4 separate regions of the Mus musculus genome follow, and regions 2, 3 and 4 are each linked to region 1. The links are chromatin contacts, called in public Hi-C and HiCAR-type maps. All regions are on one chromosome and are shown on one strand. Each heading gives the region's core, a stretch centred on a gene start, on an enhancer-like site or on the middle of the called end of the contact. The rest is flanking DNA. Distances are from core to core; before and after follow the strand shown.

Evidence for each region. A called contact is a pair of places that touch in the nucleus more often than the background predicts. HiCAR-type assays count read pairs that join an accessible place to other places.
Region 2: a Hi-C map of the N1E-115 cell line shows a contact between it and region 1, with 4 times the contacts expected there. The contact joins two enhancer-like sites. A contact is called at or near these places in 4 of 484 Hi-C or Micro-C datasets (the N1E-115 cell line, cerebellar granule neurons, stem cell-derived neural stem cells and 1 more), 5 of 115 datasets of contacts at active chromatin or transcription factors (astrocytes, embryonic basal ganglia, embryonic stem cells and 2 more) and 1 of 9 other capture datasets (embryonic stem cells).
Region 3: a HiCAR-type map of astrocytes shows a contact between it and region 1, with 2.8 times the contacts expected there. The contact joins two enhancer-like sites. A contact is called at or near these places in 4 of 115 datasets of contacts at active chromatin or transcription factors (astrocytes, embryonic basal ganglia, embryonic stem cells and 1 more) and 1 of 9 other capture datasets (embryonic stem cells).
Region 4: a Hi-C map of the N1E-115 cell line shows a contact between it and region 1, with 2.9 times the contacts expected there. The contact joins two enhancer-like sites. A contact is called at or near these places in 2 of 484 Hi-C or Micro-C datasets (the N1E-115 cell line and stem cell-derived neural progenitor cells).

The regions. Positions count from the first base shown.
Region 1 is chr12:53,585,403-53,590,582 of GRCm38.p6, reverse strand. The region is part of intron 3 of Npas3 (neuronal PAS domain protein 3); the gene reads right to left. Among named protein-coding and RNA genes, the nearest start is that of Gm35614, 240 kb to the left of the region's middle. Within about 2 kb of position 2,797, at least 61 of the 459 cell types and tissues checked have an H3K27ac peak or open chromatin away from gene starts, as enhancers often do. A contact at or near this core is called in the N1E-115 cell line, astrocytes and oligodendrocyte precursor cells, where this site is marked.
Region 2 is chr12:54,058,145-54,063,324 of GRCm38.p6, reverse strand. Npas3 (neuronal PAS domain protein 3) reads right to left here. Exons shown (of 12, transcript NM_001370962.1): 10 at 1,195-1,342. Among named protein-coding and RNA genes, the nearest start is that of Gm35818, 81 kb to the left of the region's middle. Within about 2 kb of position 2,349, at least 8 of the 459 cell types and tissues checked have an H3K27ac peak or open chromatin away from gene starts, as enhancers often do. A contact at or near this core is called in the N1E-115 cell line, where this site is marked.
Region 3 is chr12:54,031,549-54,036,728 of GRCm38.p6, reverse strand. The region is part of intron 7 of Npas3 (neuronal PAS domain protein 3); the gene reads right to left. Among named protein-coding and RNA genes, the nearest start is that of Gm35818, 110 kb to the left of the region's middle. Within about 2 kb of position 2,633, at least 36 of the 459 cell types and tissues checked have an H3K27ac peak or open chromatin away from gene starts, as enhancers often do. A contact at or near this core is called in astrocytes and oligodendrocyte precursor cells, where this site is marked.
Region 4 is chr12:53,274,604-53,279,783 of GRCm38.p6, reverse strand. All of the region lies in intron 1 of Npas3 (neuronal PAS domain protein 3), which reads right to left. Gm51419 (a long non-coding RNA gene) reads right to left here. Exons shown (of 2, transcript XR_003950183.1): 1 at 1-5,180. Among named protein-coding and RNA genes, the nearest start is that of Gm51419, 24 kb to the right of the region's middle. Within about 2 kb of position 2,868, at least 2 of the 459 cell types and tissues checked have an H3K27ac peak or open chromatin away from gene starts, as enhancers often do. A contact at or near this core is called in the N1E-115 cell line, where this site is marked.

The sequences.
Region 1 (5,180 bases), core at 1,548-4,047:
TGATAATCTGTTTGAATGTTGACTGTGAAAAGCACTTAGCATTTCTGCCACCTTCTGTGACTACAGAATCTGGTCTTCAATATGTGAGGGTCTGTCTTCCTCTTTAATTGTTTTTTAAAAATCAAATTTCTTCCCCCTTCCCTCTTTTCATACAGGAAATTCCCCCACTATTCTCTGGAAATAAGTTTATATGAACACATTTGTTGTTGAGGATAAATTGTTTTTTAAACACAATTTTTAAGATGCTAGCTTGAAGCCAATGACGTCAGCAAAGACTTAGGACAGAGGTCCAGATGTCCAGAATGCACGACCTTTCTTAAACATCATTTAACATCTCTAAATCCCACAGACGGTGTGACATGAACATTACTCCTTACTTCTCTACCTGTTTGCTAAATGATCTGGCCAACTAACCCAAATGTCATATTTCAAAACATCTTTATGGCTACATCTTTTTCATTATTCTCATAAAGGTAGAACACCACTTCTAAAATACTTATGATCAAAAGTATTTGTAGTTTCAGATTTGAGAATTTTTTTAAATTAAGTTTTAGAGTATTTATATAGACTTCACTATTTCACAACAATCTCAGGCAGAAAGACTGATATCCCAAATGCTCTGTAATCCAAAGAAAGCTCTTGAGTGACAGACCACACCCAATTCTGGGCTTTGGAGCCTTCCAGATTTTAAGTTTTCAGATTAGGGTGGCTCAACATGTATCTGTAAAAGCAAAACCAACCAGGATCATAGCCAAGGCGTGCAGGCAATGGCTCTGCATGGATCAAACACTACTGGGACTCAGCAGGGACACTGGGTGCCGAGGAGTCTGCCTCCCTCTGTAGGGAGATGACTCCTCCCATCCCTGCAGAAAGCTGTGTGCTAGCCTTTAATGTGCCAAGAGATGGCAGAGCCACAGAAAATAATTATCACCATGTTAATCACAGTAATAATTTGTTCTTGTAAAGCATTTCGCAGTCCATTTACAAAAATTAGGCAGTAAACGTAGAGTCTGCTAAAGAAAATCAACGGTTAAACTCGCCAGAATGGCTGTTTCTTTTCAAGTGGGTACTATGCCTAGCAGAGAAAAAAAAAAATGTCTGCTCTTCACTGCTTCACTGGGCCATTATGGCCCATTAGAAGAAAGGGTTAATTTCAGGCCATTTTACAAAACACTCTAATCCTCTCAGGAACCTAAGAATTACCTGTGCTGAGCCTGAAAATATCATACCCTAATTGCTTGGAATCTCACACCTACCCCAGCTCAGCCTGGCCACACAGCCCACACACGGAGCCTCTTGGTCATCAACACACTTGAAGCTTCTTAAACAACATTAAATAGGAACCAGAAACAGCCCAGTTAAAACGTACACTTTCCCTGAAAGATTTTTGACATATTCAATGCTTGTGAAAGCTGAGGGGCTGACGGCTTAGTCAAGTACAGTTGAGTGAGCAGGCTGCCAGGCTCCTCGCTCTACCTCCAGGGCAGGTGAACCGTGACACGGAGGTCTAGCCTCTCCTGCCTCCTCAGTTCATTTTTCCAGAAAAGAGGAAAGAGAAAGAAAAGAAAACCAACTTCCTCCTAACTATTGTTTGATGATTTCTTTGTTTAAATAAACATCTCAATAGATGTAGGCACTCCTAGAAATTGTCGACTCAATGGCTTTATTCGAATCTATGCTAGGCAGTTAATTTCTCACCAAACTTCCCCTAGAGAGACAGCTGGCTCATCCAAGTTGGAGGGTGTTTTCCTTGCAGTGATTTCTCCTTTTATAATTGATCTCTCTCCGTCGAAGGAACCACTTCACAATTCTTAGCACTGTTTACCAAGGATATAAAAGAAAATGCCAGGTGTACACCAATGAGAACATTTTTATCAAATGTGAACCTGCGCATCATCACAGCCAGAGCAACTACTGCCGCACGCGCTTCCATGTTTATCCTAACTTAAAAAAAAATGCTTCTGTTAAAACCTTTCAAACATGTTGTGCGAAAGAGATATTTGTGGGTTTATTCTTTTCAAGTGCAAACAGATGAAAGGGGGCCTAGGAAAGTACTTAAGAAAGATGTCATTAAATCAGAAGTGACAAATTGACAATTTCCTCTCGGATGATATATTCTCCCTGAAGGTGCGTGCGCGCGCGCGCGCGCGTGTGTGTGTGTGTGTGTGTGTGTGTGTGTGTGTGTGTGTGTGTGTGTATGGCTGTGTCTATACTGTATGTTACTTTAAATAGTTATAAAACAGTACCCGTTTCCAAACTCCGCTACACTCTTCAGACTGCGTACCTGCGAAGCATTTGGTAAAAACCATTGTGTGAACCCAAGCCCCATCACTTCCAGTCTCCACCATCTGGAGGATAATGAAAATGAAATAAGGATCCCAAAGTATTTGGCTTTCTTGTGGTGGGGGGCAGGGCACACCCAAGGTATTAAGTTATTCAAACACCAGTAATGTATGACATTGCACATTCTCACTGTCACGGCCTTTGTTGAAAAGGATTTCCCTGACCTTTCCTGTAACCAGCAAACAAATAAGCCCCCTCTCTCAGCAGGAGAGAGGCACTGGTCCATTAGACATTAAGCAGTTCAATTCAGACAACCCCCCCTTCCATTCTCCTGTCCTTGGCCATGAAGAGGGAACTGGCAGTGGTCCAATCAGTCAGAGAAAAGGCAGGCAAGTGTGATTGCGTAGAGGAGAGCTTGAAATGTCGCAGCAGCAGGGCCAGAGTGCCACAGCAGACAGCACTGAGGGAAGGATGTGGCACTACACGAGGGGTAGTGTTCCAACACCGGAAGGCTGGGGTTTCAGTCTGCCAAACAACATAATGACTCACCCAGGCAGGGAAATATTACCACCATGGGGATATGTGGAGCATCTCAGGCTGAGAGTAATTAGGGACTAAACTACAACAGCATGCTTCAGTGAAGAAATGAGAAAATAGGCAATACCTCTGTCAAGTCCTGATTGGCGAGTGGTAAATGAATCAAGGCTTCTATCATCTTTGGCCAGCAACTGAACTTGCAGCAGAGTTTCAGAATGGAGAAGTGGGCCTACTTTTTCAAGATTTTCATGAAGCAAGACAGCACACAAGCACGTGCACACACACACACACACACACACACACACACACACACACGAGCGCACACACACGCACACACACATGCCCTTGCTAATCCTTCAACATCTCCTACCTCTTGTTATGCTGCCTATAAAAGGCAAAAATGAGCCCAGGATGGCAAATGCTAAAATATCCTTTTATTAATAAGAAAGATATACAAAATGTATACAAGATCTAAAATAAAAAAGCACATGTGCTTAATGAATTTAGATAATGGAATTACTCTACTTATACTATCAGTTGCACAAGTGTAAATTCTCTGGCAAAGAGGACAAATGTTAATTTTTATTTCTTTATATCTTCAAATTGCAGACAATTTGTATTCATTAGACAATGCAAAAACCTCTTTTCCCTCTTAATTGTCAAATGACATTATAATGAAATTGGACAGCCACAGAGTAATCTGTAAGTTAAGGGAGCCACTCCCAGACTGACTGGATGAAACTCAGGCACCATTTAGCCATCAAATAGTTACATGCCGATAAGCTTTCAGTGTAGTGACCAGGTCAGAAAAATCTGTCACACAGAGACAAAGGTTGGTGAGCCTGGAAGGCCTCAGGGTGGCAGGGAGCACCGCCTCTCTGAGGGAGAGTGCCATCTTTGAGAAACCGCATCTGCTGGGTACAAACCTTGGAACCCAAACAGGCTTGTCTCCCCCCTTCTACAGTGGCTGGTACCTCCTCTCCATACTCCCCAAATGCACTGTGCAGTACCACTCTCACCGATGTTGAATAAGGGACAAGCACAAATTATCTATGCTCTCAATATGAACAACCTCTATTAGGCCAGGTTAATAAACTCTAATAGATGTAAGGGCTAATACAATATTCAGCTATTGACATAAACATAAATATAAATTTCAAAGAAAATAACCTACTTTAGTAAAACTACCTGTGCAATAAAAATTAATGAACTCCAAATGATTCTGCACATCTCCACCAAATTGCATTTTCAGGCTCTCATCTTCAGGACATGCTGGGTGGTTTGATGCATTCCCACAATTCATCTTCCTGCTAAGCCAATTTTAATTTAAATGCAATTAAAGGCTCAAAATGAACATTATGTATTAGATAAAGCCTCAAATCTGCAGACTATCATAAATATGATTTTCAGAAAAATTAATTACAAACCATTAGGGTACAAGTCTTCGAACTGCAAATGTTGAGTTAAATTGCAGAATTAGTTTGTTCATTCCATTAAATGTTAAATACTGATTTTGAGCTTTGTACCAATTTAATATCAGTAGGTCAGTTTATGATAAAAATGTTATTTATAGTTGGAAGTTCTAAAGTATCTTACTAATTAAATATTATTTGCAAAGGCATGAAAATAATCAGGAGTCAGTTTTGCACAGATCCTAAGAATATCATTTTTGATATGTGGCTATTTTGTATCATTATATTTCAGGCTTGGCATTCTTTTTTATGCATTTAATATACAGTTTAAATATTCTGCTTTCATTTTGACTTACCGAAGGAATACAGGAAAAAATATTATGGGCTGTCGCTGATACAGTGATTCTAAATTTTAGTTCCTAAGCATTCCTGCCTGCATCCTCTCAGGTTACTGTACTCCACTAAGGTTATGCACACACGCCAAACTTAGGAAACTGTCTGCAGTCTGAAGTACGTATGTTACAGCTCTAAGAATTTCAGGTCAGACAGGGTCAGTCATGTATAACTGTATTTAAACAAAATTACTGATCTAATAAACCCCCAAACGTACATCCCACTTCTAGGACAGGATAATGTAAATAAACCAGGCAATCAAATACTAATGGTACACTTCTTCTGAAATTAAAAATTCAAAGAATTCTAGGAATAAAGACCTGGTAGGATGCTCCTTTGTGATGTTGTGTCAACTCTGGTGGCCATTTTTACTAAATATATAATATGCCGTCTTAATTACATCATAATAATGAGCTCACTTGTGGGAAGGGGTAGAGCATCCAGCAAAACAATGTAGTCTTTGCATACTATTGAACAACATAGCCATCACTCAACTAAAACTATGGTATTCACATTTAAAAAAAAGATAGATTTATTTATTTATTTATTTATTTA
Region 2 (5,180 bases), core at 1,100-3,599, 470 kb before region 1:
CAACACATACACTTTTACCTTTAGAGAGAAAGGATAGCAGAAGAGGTCAAAAAAGGAAACAAGAAAGCAGATAGATGAAAACCCTCGTAAGTGGCATCCATTAAGGCCTCTCTAGAGCAATAATCATTAGCGTCTGATTGATATGGTGTAGAAAGCAAGCACATTCATGCCTCCAAGCCATCACCAAAGTGTGCAGAGCACTGAAGGGCCGGTGTGCTGATGAGTTCTGCTTGTTAACACTGCGGCCAGCCCCATTCGGCTGTCTCTAAGAGAAATGGGACTCAGGTAGCCTTTGTCGAAATTATCAGCCAAAGGGCACCAACTTCCATTCATTAGCTCTACTGGAAGGTTTTCTAGTCAGTGCACATGTGGATCCTGCTTGGTGCCTTTAGGACAACAGAGGCCTAAGAGTGGAATTACGGTGGTGGGCGGGAGCCAAGTGCCGTGATAGCTCTGTGACAAGACCAGTAGAGAACGTTCCTGAAGGCTTGCCCTCAAACCCAAGCCATCCAGTCACTTTACGGCTTGTTGGAATCTCAGTTGAAGAACAGACTTAAGGAAAGGGAAGGAAAAGGTACCTTGTACCAGCATTTAGGAAGCAGTTGAATTTGGACTGCTATGATACAAAGTTTAAAAACATAAAACTTGACTAAAAGCCCAGAGTGGCAGGCAAAGGAGTTACTATCATCGTCGTCGTTGTCGTCATTATTATTATTTTAATTACACTGAGATTACCAGTGCTCTGGCAAAGTGGCTCATCTTGCTTACCAAAATTTGAGTATCCAGAGAACAAATACCTGTGCAGAAGGTTGAGGAGATCAAAACGATGGAATGCGTAGGAAGCAAAGGGTCCGTGCTATTCCCCTCTGGCTCTGTTTGCTTCCCCAGGGACTAGAGTGCAAGGGCAAAGGTGGGGGCATAAGGAGATGATTTCTAGGATGCAGCAGCTTTAGGCAAATGTCTCTGGGTGGAACTTGTCCCAGGAAGGAGAGCAGCTCTGGGGACAGGGCTGCCCAAAGACTGACAATCTGAGATTTAGTGGGCTTTGATCATCTCCCATTTCTTTGAATCTTGCAGGAAGCAGAGCACCCTGCCTGTCCTTGTCCCTGTCCGAAGACAGTGCTCATGACCTGCCGGCTATTAGCCTCAGTGCATGCAGTTTATAACGAGAGAGAAATGTAATGGAAAAGGTACCTAAGAAGATAATTCACCCAGATGATGTTCTTCTCATTTGCATTCTTCGCATTAATAGCTATGGTGGCACTAGACTGTATCCAGATGTAGCCTCCATTCTTCTGCATCCAGCGGTAGTACTTGGTCACACACTGACCCTTATTCAGCACTGGGGTAGGGTAAAGAGAGATAAAACAAAACAGAAGGTGTAGTATTAAGATGGGGCATAGAACGGTTTTCATTTCTGCCCAACCTGAGACCAAAGCTTGGGGAGCCCAGCGTATGCCTGACTTAAGATGCTATTAGCACAAATGAAATCAACATCTCATTGGAGCAGCAGCTGCCTAGCTGGGGTTCCTGGCATCTGTAGTGAGGCTATATTCCCTTCTGGGCAGCCGTGGTGGAAAAGGAAGAATAAAAGGGCTACTAATCTTTTTGGCTCAGAGCACACCTAATGTGGTGTGGATATTGTCGGTGGGTTTAACATCAGATGGTAAGAAAGGCAAATCTCTGCCTGATTTATGCATAGCTCCTCCGAGTTGCCCTCCTTGAGATTCTGGTTATCTGAATGGTTCTGAAGATGCCTTCCCCCCCCCCCCCCCCGTCTTTGATCACTTCCCTTCAGCCTGAGCAATATCAAACCCGTGTCCTTAGCCATCCGTTCCTTTTGATCTTGTCCTACAGAATTTATAGTCCTTGGATGAAGTAAATTTACATTGGTCAGCCAGGGTAAATTGTGGTGAGACAGCTGAAGGTTGGAACAAAATATATCCCCGGGTTGAGTCAGAGAGAGACACTGGCCTAAGAGAGAGAGGCACAGCACTGACTTGACTTGAGCCAAACAGAGTGACAGCTCCAGCCAGACGCTGAAATATGGCACAAAATGATGGAACAAGTAAAAACAATCAGGAATGTGAACCGGTGCCTTTAAATACCCACTGTAAGAGAGCTTTAAAATGCAGATGTTTAAAAATGATAGTCTAACCAGAATCTTGCCAAGTTGAAATAGATTTGATTTGTATCTGGGTTCTCCTGAGCTAGTAAAAAGGGAAACTGTAGTAAATCACCCCCTAAATAAAGTGCTATGGAGGGGAATGGTTTGAGAGTATGCAGGGAAGGCTCTGCTTCAGGACGTGGAGACCACTGCTCACGCCCCCACAAAAGCTCACCAGCCTGCCGGCCACTAGAGGGCAGTGCGCACTCGTCTACATGCCCCACTTTTGGCATGTCCTTGTCTCCGTCTGCTAAAATGAAAAACCTCTAACTGCTGTAATAAATTTGGCTAAATTAGCTGCTAAATGGTTATCTCAAGTAATATGTATTTGCATTAATCATCTTGCTCTAAACCAGAACAAGCCAGAGTCCTAAAGACGTAGTAAATTCATATTGTCCATTTAATTACGGCTAATAAGTGCTTCATATACAATAGTTTCATGAAGTACATTTTGATTTTTTTTTGGGGGGGGGTGGATGGAAAAAGGGAGTCACTGTGGGAAAGAGTAACATTCCAGGCGGGTGAACCTCTTCCTTCATCTGAGAGTGGCCACTAATCAACCCCTACGTTCTGCATCCATAGTGGACAGACTTTCATGTTTTTCTCCCATTCTCCCCCCTTTTTTCTCACGATATGTTAAATGAATGGTTGTAAAATTTAATAATTATGTCTTCACTGTTGCTTGAAAAAGCCCTAATAAATGCTTCACACAGGGGCAAGTTTTGTTCTAAAGCTACTACCCAATGCAGGGCGTTGGAAGGCTGGGGGGCCATCACCTGCCCTTGGTGGTGGACTTCCACAGGTAGCATTGTGCCCTCCTTTTGTTGGTGACAGTAAGTTCTGCCATTCTGTATGCATGGCTTTCCAGGCTACCAAACTCCTAGTGGAGGCAGAAAGTGGTGAACTGCCAGGCGTACCACACGGCTCTCCTGTTAAACCGCCGTGGCATGCAACACAGGGTGCTCTCATTCAGAGCTGCTGGGCCTGGGTGACTTTTACCTGAGGACAGTGGCTTGCGCAAGTCTATGCAGAGGAAATCACCACACTCCAATCTGGTTGGTGACATAGTTCTTTCTATGTGCTTTCTAAGCAGAGTAAAGGATGATTCCTAATGGTTTTAGTATTTTTAACAAAGACAAAAAGACTAAAAAAAAACCTTTTTGCAGAATCATGTGAAAAAAAAAATTGAATTGGCGAGCAAGGCTGGCATTTCTTGGGTGGAGAATCTGAACCAGAGTGGAACCCAGAACAGGCAACAAACAACAGAAAACACCAACTCTAGAATATAGAGACTGAGAGGGTTAAATCGAAGAAACAAATAAGATCAAGTTAGAATGTAAAGAATCAACAGAATGACCACTCCACCCCCCATGCGGCTCCTCACTTAAAAACACCAACCTTCCTGACAGTTTTCAGATAAACACGTTTCTAATACAAAGAGCTGATGCAATGCTGTCTTTAGACAACGAGGGAGGAGGGCTTGGTCTGCTTAAAGGGCATTTGCTGAGAAGATAAATACAAATTTATTAGGGTCCATGAATACATTAATTCAGTCTTTCATTAAATCCAGGCTCAGGGATGCCTCGCCAAGAATACATTCCTGAATGACAAAGAGGCAGACAGGTGACTTCTGATGTGAAGAGGAGGCCAGGTGAAGGACTGAACACAAGGATTTCTTCCGCTCAGCACTGTGGCTGTTCTTGGGTCACTGGTGAATGGCACAGGTTTCAGAGGTCATAGTGCACAACTGAAGACAAGCAGTCTCTGGGTCATAATTGTTCCCTGGACTGGTCTTTAACAGAATTTGCCAGGGTCACCATCTTCACATGGTCTTCAGTGACAACTCAAGGGCTGGTGTTTTCTAAACGGGACCTCCATATACCGTTGGAATCCACAGAGAAGATCTGATGGTAGTTTCAGGAGGGAATGAAATGTTGACCAAAATATTACCTAAGTTTCCTTTTGTTTTTAAGTTCATATAAAAGAAGTTCCCAGAGTGCCTTCTTTCATACTGAATCAGGGATACTTTTTGCTCTAACTTCTTACAGAATATAAATTTATAACTTTGGGATGAAGCTTATTTCTTGGAAAAAAAAATCATACTGGCAAATCATTTGGATCATTCCAGCTGTGCCAGAGGCAGGATCTGACAGCTTTTCCTGAGCTCATGTGGCCCTAATCAGCTCAAGAAGAAAAGCCATGTTGGTGCCAGTTTGAAAGAGATTTTTAGTGTGTAATAAATTAGAGAACTTGAAAAATACAAAAAGGAAAAAAAAAACCCTAACCCTTTTGGATTCTCTGTTATCTAGTAGCTGCTGCTGTTGTTTTTGAGTTATGGGTTTGAACAGTAGGGAAAAATGAGGGGATATTTAAGTCAGCCTTCTTCACAAAGCTCCTTTTGTGGAGGAAGCCAGAAATAAGTACAACATAAGTTAGTTGATATGGCAGTTCTAAAAAAATAGAGTATGTACACACACGCACACACGCACAAATACACACACACACACACACACACACACACACACACACACACACTACAGCAAGAAGGAAGTACAGGGAGAGGAAATACCCAGGGCAATTGGTTTTTCCTGTGGCATCTGTGCCCTGTGGCTTGGGCACTGCTGACACACACGATCTGGCATCTTTGTGGCTTGTTTTAATGTGTACATTCTACTGTCAAGATTCCCAGGCTGGTTGCCTTGTGTACCCCTCAATGGAACTGACTGTCCACATCCAAACTTCTATATAGTTCTGTCTTTTAAGGGTATGCAGTTGAGGTATTAGTTTTTATTTAAAGATCTCAGAGTTTCCATGGCTTTTTCTTAGATTTTTTACAAGACATCCATGAAGACACGAGGAGGAGAAGACGCAGGTTTACCTAGGTTTCTTGAATGATCCAGGCTTTATTTTCTTCCTTTTACTTTTAGTCTAGGGGAGTATCAGTAGCCATTGGTGGCTGATGCTCTGAGAACTGCCCCCCTCCCCCACTTCCACACAGAAGGCACCAGACAGG
Region 3 (5,180 bases), core at 1,384-3,883, 450 kb before region 1:
AGTCTGGTTTAGAATATAGATTATATCAAACCAGTAGCTTAGAGGGATAGTCAGCTGGTTATTTAAATGAGGAGGGCTTTGAGGTGGCCCCAAACTTGAGAAAGATAAGAGCTTAGCCGTGTATTTGGAACCAAAATAACTAGCCCAGAGCACAACCACTTAATTTTCATCAGCATAATAATATTGACCTTGTAGATATCATTGCATGCAAATTCTTCTGGAATGTTCTTTTGAGTATTGAGGCTATATTCATAGGTTGGAAACTACTTGAGAAGATCTTCTATATCTCTAACTTCTACCACCAAGGTCCTTGTACAATGCCTGAAAAACAGCTAAGCAACAACTTACCCTCTGAGCCCTAGGTGAAACCAGATCTCTTTATAGAAGAAGCCTACAGCATGGAGAAGAGAGCCCAGAACCCTTAGACTCTTGGTGAGGCAGGTTATAGGATGCCATTTCCCCTCCTCTTTGCAAGATCTCAGAGTTTAGTTTTAGAAGCAGACTTTCAAACTAAAACTGTGGATTTGATGCGAGTTACAGTAGGACTTCAAGTGCAGATGACTGTCTTTTCAAGAAGGTGGCAAGACTGTGCAGAGATGCAGATGCACTGCAAGACGGTGCAGAGATGACTCAGAGGAAATGAACTATGGGCTGGGAGGAAATATAAGGCAGATCTCTTCCAGGGCCAAGGGAAGATGTTCAAGAGTAGAGGTGGTCCTGGAATGTCACTGGGTAGGCATGAAGGGTGTCTGTGAACTCAGGGGATGCTGAGTCTTCCTTAAAGTCACAGGGTTATTGATACTGGGTACAGATTGTAGGGAGAGCTTCAGGTGGGCTCAATAGTAGTGGGGAAGAGAAGAAGAAGTCTGGGCACGAGGGCAGCGCTTTAAGAGAGATGAATGCTGACAGAAGTCAGTCTTGCCAAGGGGAAGGGCTATAACTATGTGGGGAGTGTTAGTTTTCTACATCCTTTCAGATTTGGATGGAGGTGAGTAAGGAGGAAGTTTGATGCCACAGGAGCGTACTGTATGATGCTTATCTGATTACTGTGAGCCACGGAAGGGAAGCAGGAAGCAGACACAGCTGGAACGCTGCTGCTATAAGGTATCTCAAGCTGTAGATAGCAGCACGAAGGGAAGGAAGAGGGAGTCTTTCAGTTCTCACCAGAGGTGCTCGGGTCCTGAAGGGTAACCCACTGGGACAGAGATGTGTGTGAGCATGGGCATCGGTACTCTTTCTCACAGATACCCAATGTGATTCAAAGGCCAGGTTGCAGAGGGAGAGCTCATAGAGTGAGCTCTTTAGAAACCATGAAGTAACTGATGGCGATAGCAGGGGTTTTGTTTAAACCAACCAGCCCAAACAGCTTCTGGAATGAGTGGTTCTTAAAATTGTATGTGCCACGAGAAAAGAAAGCTTGTAAGGAAGGCGGATTCCCAGGCCCCATCTCTACCACTTTAGATTCTTTGTCTCTCAGGAGGTCCGGGGCACTGGCTCTCCCTGCTGCTTGGTATGGCAGAGGTTGGCAGGCCTTACTGTCCACCCAGCTAAGGCTTCTCTCCACAGAGAGCTGGATGAGCCCATGGAGCCTAAAAAGGCCACCCAGGGGCACGCATAGCCTGACTTCCAAAAAAGAAAAGCATGTATTTACAATGAACTCTGTACTGAAAAATAGTCAGACCTAGTGCTTTTTGGTTCCCAGACAACGGAGGATTGGCACCTGATAGGCAGGAGGCCTGAGCTGGTGCAGGGGTGGGATGTGGGGTGGGGTGTGTGTGGGGGGGAGTGTGTGTGTGAGGGGGCTAGAGACAGGCTTCCGGTGCTTGCTTTTTTCTTTGTGAAAGGGTCTGCCTTCTCAGTGGCTATACCACAGTGGGCTGCTCTGTTGTGCTGGGAGCCTCCTGGGGGAGGCTGAGCTCTGCCAATCCCCTCCCCCTCCCCATCCTGCCGCTGGCTCAGCTCCTGATTAATTCAGGGGATCCTGGGAGGTTAACCCTTAATTTGATGGCTCCAGCGGGGGAGCTGAGAGATTGCTGGTAATTCATCACCCTTGTTTTATTTTTTTTTTAATAGAAATATTTTCTAAGGCAACAAGTAAAAATTCCCTTTTAAAATCCACATTTAATATACATTAGATAGAGCATCCTCTCCTTACATGACTGGGTCCTCCAAACATAAGTTACTCCTCATCTATCTCTTTTAACAAAGTTCAAATACATAACATGGAAAACAGAACTATAACTAGAGCCAAAGGTCTCAAAATGGGCCCAGATCCCATATCTGCCTCTTGTTCCCTCTGGAGAAAACAGCCTTTCTTCTACCAAAGATAAGATATATATATTTTTTATTGGGATAGTTTAACTAAGCTGCCAGATCTCCTTAACGAGATTATGTAAATGTATGCCAAGGATATAAACCACATTTTCTCTGAGAGTGGAACACTTCAAATATCATTTAATAAAACAGGACCATGGTAGAAACACCTCTATAAATTGTTATGTGGCAAAGTGAGAAGACGGAGCTGTACACATCTGATCAAATTTCACCTGATTCAGTTACTATATTAAAGTCTCCTAGAGAAGGACAGAGCACCATTGTGCTGTAGGAGAGGGCAAGTTTCGCATCCCCTGTCAGTTGGTGTGGAGGATGGGCATCACCCTTCCTGGCCCCCCAGAACCCCTGGTGGCTTAGCGCCACTGACAGGGCAGAGAGGCAGTTCTTCTCAATATAACAGGCTTCGATTGTATCTTCCAACCATGTTGGGAAACAAAGAAGATTTGGAACAAGTCTCATGCCAGGCAAGGGATGAAAACTGGCTTCCTATTTCCTCCTCCTGCTCTACTTCTCAGAGAGAGATGCTATGATATGTGATACACTGTCTTTGGAACCCATAGGCTCATAGCTTACTGGGAAAGATCTAATAAATTCTATGTTTGGCTAGAAACAAAGGCAAGGGTATGTTCCTGGCCCTCGATTAACTCCTTGCTACATTCGGCATACATTTCCTGAGTTCAACAACCAGTCATATTCTGCATCTCTTATTTTTGTCTCAAGTTTGCTAGCAGAATTTTATATTGATGTTCTAAACTATAACAAAGCCAATGAATGTTCAAAGCCAGCCGAGAGGTGCTCCCTGCATGAAGACAGCAGTCCCAGCCAAGAGGAAACATGAAGGTGGCCTCACAAAAGGGCACGTGTCCTGCCCCTCCTTCATCATACAGAACTATGGGATGATAACGCGTGTGTTTTGACCAGAAAGGAAAACGTTAAGAGATGATTTAGATACCGAGTGTCGCCAGCTCTTCTCTCCCTCAGTTATAGAAGTTAGAGAATTAAAAAGAGTTAGCCACATGGACTTGACAGCCAAGCTGACCATCAGTGGAGGGCAGTCTCCTCAGGAGGAGGAGTTTTTAAATTTTCCTCTTAAAGGAAAAACATAAGTAATAATGTTTATGCTTGATAGTTAAAGTTGTTTAAAGCAAACAGGTAGGTCAGTTTTAAACTCCAGTATTCCACGAATTTAGATATAACACTCCTTAATGATCAAACCCAGTAATTACTTGCCCAGTGCTTTCCCTACCAATTCAGGATGAAATGTCAGAGGACATTTTCCTCTATTCTTTTCCTAAATATATACGTGTGTGTGTGTGTACATGTACACACATGTCTGTCAGCCTCTCTGTCTGTGTACATATATAAACGAATTGATCAAACTTAGGACTTTAACTTTCCAAAGACCCATGCACTGACATGGGTCATTATCCATTCAGCAGATGCAATTCCAACAGTCTCGGGCCTTCTGTGTGAGCCGCCAGCTCATTTGCTGCGTTTGGTTTATTCAGCCATGATTAGAGATAGTCATTTACAGTCACACATTTGGAAACTCCTTAACCAGCTTCTAGCAGTTTCTTTTCCGAAGCTGTTTAAATAGATGAGGGTGGAGTGTCAGCAGCGACAGCACTTTCCCCCGTCTTGCTGATTTCCGTTGCTATTTCTATGTCTTTATCAGGATTTCCATTTTATAGCAAGGCTTAAAACAAGGCTTGGGGCACAGAGATGCACAGCCCAGAGCTGAAAGGAGACATCGTTTTTGGGAAAGATCGATTCTAAAAATTAAAATCGAAACCACACTCTATAACAACAACAACAACAAAGTCCCATCTCCTTTTTTATTTTCAGGAATACTTTTTGAAGTAATTGGCACAAAGACTAGTGCAGACTGCTGCAAGTGTGCTCTTGGCAATAACATCATACGCACTAGGGAAACCTTAATATGTTCATGATGCCAAATACAAACTGACACCAGGAACTCAAGTATGGGAACAAACGGAGAATGGAAAGCATCTCTATGTAACCCAACCCTACACACAGAGGGAACAGTTCTTACTGCTCATTATTTAGCACACAATGCATTGTCCTCTGAGTGAATAGAGTATACATAAGAAATTAGAATTATCAATAGGGGGGATGGGTTGTTCCCAGGAGTTTTTTTGATATATAATACCACAATGATCATGCCTTCTTTGGTTTCTTAACCAGACATCATTGCAGCCAAAGAAATCAGGTTGGGACCTATTTAAGAGAGGAGAGCTTGAACTTGGAGAATTTGACCTCTGGGACAGAACTTCTATAGCGCATCATCAAAGGAACAGCCTGCATTTTCCTGTGGCCTGGCTTTCCACTATGTAAAGAGTCAGCGTGAATCTATGTAACCCAAGTGCAGGGATGGGGGATCCTGTTATATCTCTCTCCTGTGTGGAATGAAGGGGGAAGAATTTATAGGTTCAAGCATACTGAGGATGTGGGGGGGAAGTTAGATTTCCCTATTGAATCATATATAAAATGAAAACTTTTTAAAAAAAATTCCTTCCTCAAGGCATGGTCTACTTTGCTATTTTATGGTAAAGATTCAAGGATTTGGAGATTTTCTGCTTCTTTCTCCACCCACTTTTCAAATTTATCCCTGATTGTGACCAGTACTCTCTCTGCCCCTGAAACTGAAGAGATGGCTCCATTTTCAGTCTTGCTAAGTGAGATTTCTCCTGCATCCCCCTGAAGTTCATATGTGCTATCCTTTTTTTCCCCCTTGGGGAACGTTTGAAGTCCCCTTTAAAAATAATGCCTTGAGAATATTTTTCCCTAATACCATTTAGAGAAGCTTGAAAGCATATGGCCCTTGG
Region 4 (5,180 bases), core at 1,619-4,118, 310 kb after region 1:
ACTCTCCTTCCCCAACTCACAGTTCCCTATGACCTTTCTAAATCATGTTAGTGAAAAGATATGAAAGCTTTGTGATGTGTCAGGGTGCTATTTCTCCCTCGACCTGTGGCAACTTCCACAGTAGACACAGCATGGGTTTTAAGGAGGCTAGGGGTAAGTGGGGCAACTGGCTGAATTTACTGTGGGTCATTTGAACTTTGGTGACCATCTGTACTTACAGGGTTGAATACTTTAATTAAAACAGAAAAAATTGTGACTACAAGGATTTAAACTGTTTTGTTTGTTTTTAATTTTGTTTTGTTTTTATGCTGTAGACAGATTTCAGGAAGGGCCATGTGTGTGTTTGCATGTAAGAGAGACAGAGACAGTCAGACAGAGATACATAGAAACCGTGAAAGATAGTAGGTGGAGATTTGATGTGGGAGAGAGGTAGGGAAAGTATGGAGAGAGAGAGAGAGAGAGAGAGAGAGAGAGAGAGAGAGAGAGAGAGAGAGAGAGAGAGAAGCAAGCTAGTGCTTAATCTTTAGAATCCCAATCTTCAAAGATAACAGTAGAAATGACTTTTTTTAACCAAGAAAAGCCTGTTTCTAAAACGAAAGTATGAAGTAGCTTTAGTTTGGGCCAATTTTACAAAGGCAGTTGTTTTTATTTTTTTCTTTCTTTGTATGTTTGTTTGTCTGTTTTTACTACATGGGATATCTCAGGCTAACCATCAGTCCTGCTGATGATGCCTGACACTAACACATAAAGACTCATGAGCACCGAGCACACCTCAGCACATGCCATGCAGACTGAAATGTTTGAAATGGGTTGAAAAGCAGCATCGTGAGTTCTTCACAGTGAGACATGAATCCCACTGCATTGTGGACAAGCAGAAGAAATAAAATACATTCCAGAAAAACATACATACATACATGCGAGTCACTGAGGACATAGTGTGTCTGGAAAGTATCTATGGCCAACATAGATCTCACAAGGCACCCCTTCTTCCAGTCTGCCTGCCGGAGTCTTACTTTCTAAGTGATTTCCCTTCCTCTGCAAAACGAGACATTCTTAGTAAATATTATCCTGGAAAACTGATCCATGTAACCTCCAGTACTGATTCTGAAAGTGTATATTCATTTCATTAAAAGAAGACTTCAGCAACTGCTATCATCACATCACGACTGACCTGAGGCACAGCGGATAGGACACCCCTGCAAGTGGTCACTTCTGGGATGATAAGAGTGTTGGTCTTAGGGTGAGTTTATCTACTGAGTCTTTCTCCCTCCCATAACCCCCCTCAAATAGGCTGAACCACTAACCTCCTAGTGCTTTCCAAATGTTATTTGGAAATAGCATTTTCGAATACAGTTAAAATGCAGTTATTAACTGGGGTTGTGATTGTTTGAAAATGCTTGGGCCAGAGAGTGGCACTATTAGGAGGTGTGGTCCTGTAATAAGTGTGTCGCTGAGGTGGTGGGCAATGAGACCATATCCTCATAAACATATGAGAGCCAGTCTTCCTTCTCCTATCTGCCTTCGGAACAAGAGGTGGAACTCTCAGCTCCTCCAGTGCCAGGCCTGCCTGGATACTGTCATGCTTCCTGCCATGATGATAATGGACTGGACCTTTGAACCTGTAAGCCAGCCCCAATTAAATCTTGTCCTTTGAAGAGTCACCTTGGTCATGATGTGTCTTCACAGCAATGAAACCCTAATTGAGACAGGGGTCCTAAACAATATGGACTATATATTAATACAAAGGAAAAATGTATGCATAAATATAACAGACAAATGGAGCCTCATATACATAAATGCCATGTGAACATGGAAGTAGTCATTTTGGTACCTCAAGGAACCAAAGAAAAATATCAGCCCATCACTAAACACGAAGACAGATAATGAAAATGCATCTCCCAGGTAGCCTTATGAAAGAGCCAGTCTCGCTGGTCCTTACATCCGGGGCACACAGCCTTGAGGATGGCCCAAAAGCTACACTGTTTAAGCTGCCCAGTGTGTGTCACCTGGTTTCAGAGGGCCTGACTACAACGGAGTCATTGTAGTTGCATGAAGCTGCCTGGATGTATGTTTTCACTAGCAATGAAAAAATCCGGCAAAAACAACCATTTGCAGAAGTGAAAGGAAACCATGAGAGTTTGTACAAAATGGACATGGTACGTCAGGTGTCTGGGTTGGGAAATCAACCAAGCCACAGAGCTTGAGGTTAACAGAAGGATGAGAGGCGCCAAGAACAAAAATGGTAACGACCTTGCACTTCCCTCCAACAACTCTCACTCCACAGGTGTTAATTTAACCAAACTCCAGCGTGTGGGAGGGAGAACCCAAGTTCACCTGCTTGCCCAGTAACAGCTTCTGATTCTTGTTTATAATTTCCTTGACATTAAAAGCATTTTATTAATGTCCTAGTCTCTATCTAACCTAGTTTTGGAAACATAAATTTGTCCCTACTATTCCAAATACGCTCATAAAACAATAGAGATCAAAATATTTGGATTATTATTAGATAAAATACAATTGAAATATTAATCTATGTAATCCTCAGCCTCACTACACTATCTTCTGGTCCTGTCCCCAAGGTCTGCTTTCAGCCAGATTTAAGTACATAGGGCTACTGTGCCTGGTATTCTTTTCTGAACCATAACAGAACATTAATTTTTAAATATATCTTTCTAGAAAGTTTTCTACAGGTAAATATTTGCATAGTCATCTATAATCCTAACTCCCTGTGCATAATTTCCCCACCGGGCCAGAGTTTTCATAACACGATTAAGCTGCATTCTTTTGTCTTGTGTTACATATAGATAGGAACACTGAGCTTCAGCCATGGTACAGCAGACGTTTGAGCTTAGAACTCTTTGTTTTCCCCCATTAACAATTGCTTTTTCAGTCTGATGCAACAAATTCTATATGCATGTGCCAATTCAACTTTTAAAATCACTAAGCAATATACATGTAGAGGGTGGGATGATAGTTTAAGCTTTTTCGTGTATGCGTGTGTGTATTGTGGTGTGAATGTGTATGTGTTGGGCAGGGGGGACACATATGTGCATGTGTGTGTTCCCGTGTGGGGAAGCCTAAGGTTGACACTGGGATTCTTTCTTTCTCAAAAGCTCTCCATCATATACTTTTAGACAGGGTCCTTCAACGGAACCCAGAATTCTCCTGGGATCCAGGGTCTGCCCTGTACAGGTAGATCCCATGCCCTCATGACATTATACCAGTTCTGGAGAGCCAAACCCCTCACATGTGCAAGGCAAGCATTTATCCACAAGGATCTCCTGAGCCCCAGACTTTTTGTATTAATGTATCTTGTGTGTGGAGTACAGTATGATCAGTGTTTCTCCAGACCCTTGGGTTTAATCAACACAATTTTCTTCTGAGGACACACTTGTGGTAATCAGTCTTGAAGATGGTCCCCTGTGATCTCTACCTCTTAGCCATTCACACTCCGTATGCTTTGTCATCTTCCACCCACACTAGACCAGGCTCAGCCTCTGACTAGAGAATATGTTATAAGATGCCCAAGATGGAGTTTCAAAGGACCACAGCTTCTACTTGGATCTCCCCCCTCTTCCTCACTCACTCCCCAGCTCCTCCCTACATCTCTCCCCTCCCTCCTCCTTCCTGCTTTTCTCTTCCCTCCCTTTCATTTGCTCACTCTGATGCCAATCTAGTGCCATTTTGAGGGCACTTGGAAAGCCTGTGGAGAGACCTAGGAGGTAAAGAATTGAGACTACCAAGGAACAACCACAGGCAGGCACGACTGTCAATCACCACACCCACTGAACCTCATTAGAGGAGAGCACTGCAGCCTCCTGAGACCCTGAGACCCTGAGTCTGAACCACCCCAGGAGGTACAGGCAGAGTCCCACCCCTCAGAAACTCTCTTAGCCAGCAAATGTGATTTAAAGCATAGAACTGTTCCATAGTAATCTCTACTGCTGGACTCAGAAAATCTATAATCTATAATTATATTTCAAGAATAAAACTGATAAATTAACTGATGCAATAAAGTATGTATGTAAGACATTTAATCTCCTCCATAATTTTAATACCAATGGTCACATCAAAACATTTGTATACATTTGCATTTGACAGTAGGTACATTGAATTTTTTAATAGTCGATTTTGTTTTGGAAACTGTCATTGCTTTATATTTTTGTTTTTGTTTTTGTTTTGTTTTTCTAATTGCACCTTTTAAAATACACAAACCTTCTCTGGCAGAATAAATAGGCTATCTGCTTATAACAGACATGACCATTAAATCTTTAAGCTCCCTCTATACATATGGAATGTTAAATATCTTCATTGAGATATCTCAAGTTTTCCAATGTAACAAGTGGATTGTTTTTAATTTAAAGAAATGGCCAAAGTTCTAGGGACGGGCCTCCATCAGTCACAGTGCCGCATATCTATGGGCTCAGAATTCAGGACACTGAGTGAGACAGGGTACTCAAGCCCGGGAATTCGAGGCCAACCAAAGAACACTAGGAGAATTGCCTCAATAAAATCATTTTTTAAAAAGTAATGGTTAGCCACATCCCAATGGATAACCACATATCTATGAAAATGTGAACAGCACTGGCTGCACTTGGTGGATTTAAATAAATAAACTAGTTAGTTAATTAACTGACTCATTTAAGTAGGAGGACATGAGATTTGGAGGGAGATGTAATGGTGAGATTCTAGGGATGAGGAGTGGGTATGACAAAGATATGTTGTTTACATGTATAAAATGTATGTATATAAACTATATTATATTATATATCATATATTTATATATATGAAATACATGTGTAAAATTTTCAGAAAAATATTGCTTTTTTTTTTTTTTTAATAATGGGGGAAGAGGCGAAATCCAGCACTTCTGCATAGAGAAGATGATCCCAGTGTCAGACTTGAAGCTAGGACATGGTGCCCAGGACACCTGCAATGGAATCATGACTAGGAGACTCCCTAGCTGTGGAATTTTAGTCAGTATACTTTGTATTCCTCATCATCTGCATCTAAAAGTGACCACAATAACTTGTAACCTGAAAGTCTAGTTTGATGGGGGCTGGAGAGATGACTCAGCAGTTAAGAGCACTGACTGCTCTTCCAGATGTCATGAGTTTAAATCCCAGCAACCACATGGTGGCTCACAACCACCCATAAATGGGATCTGATGCCCTCTTCTG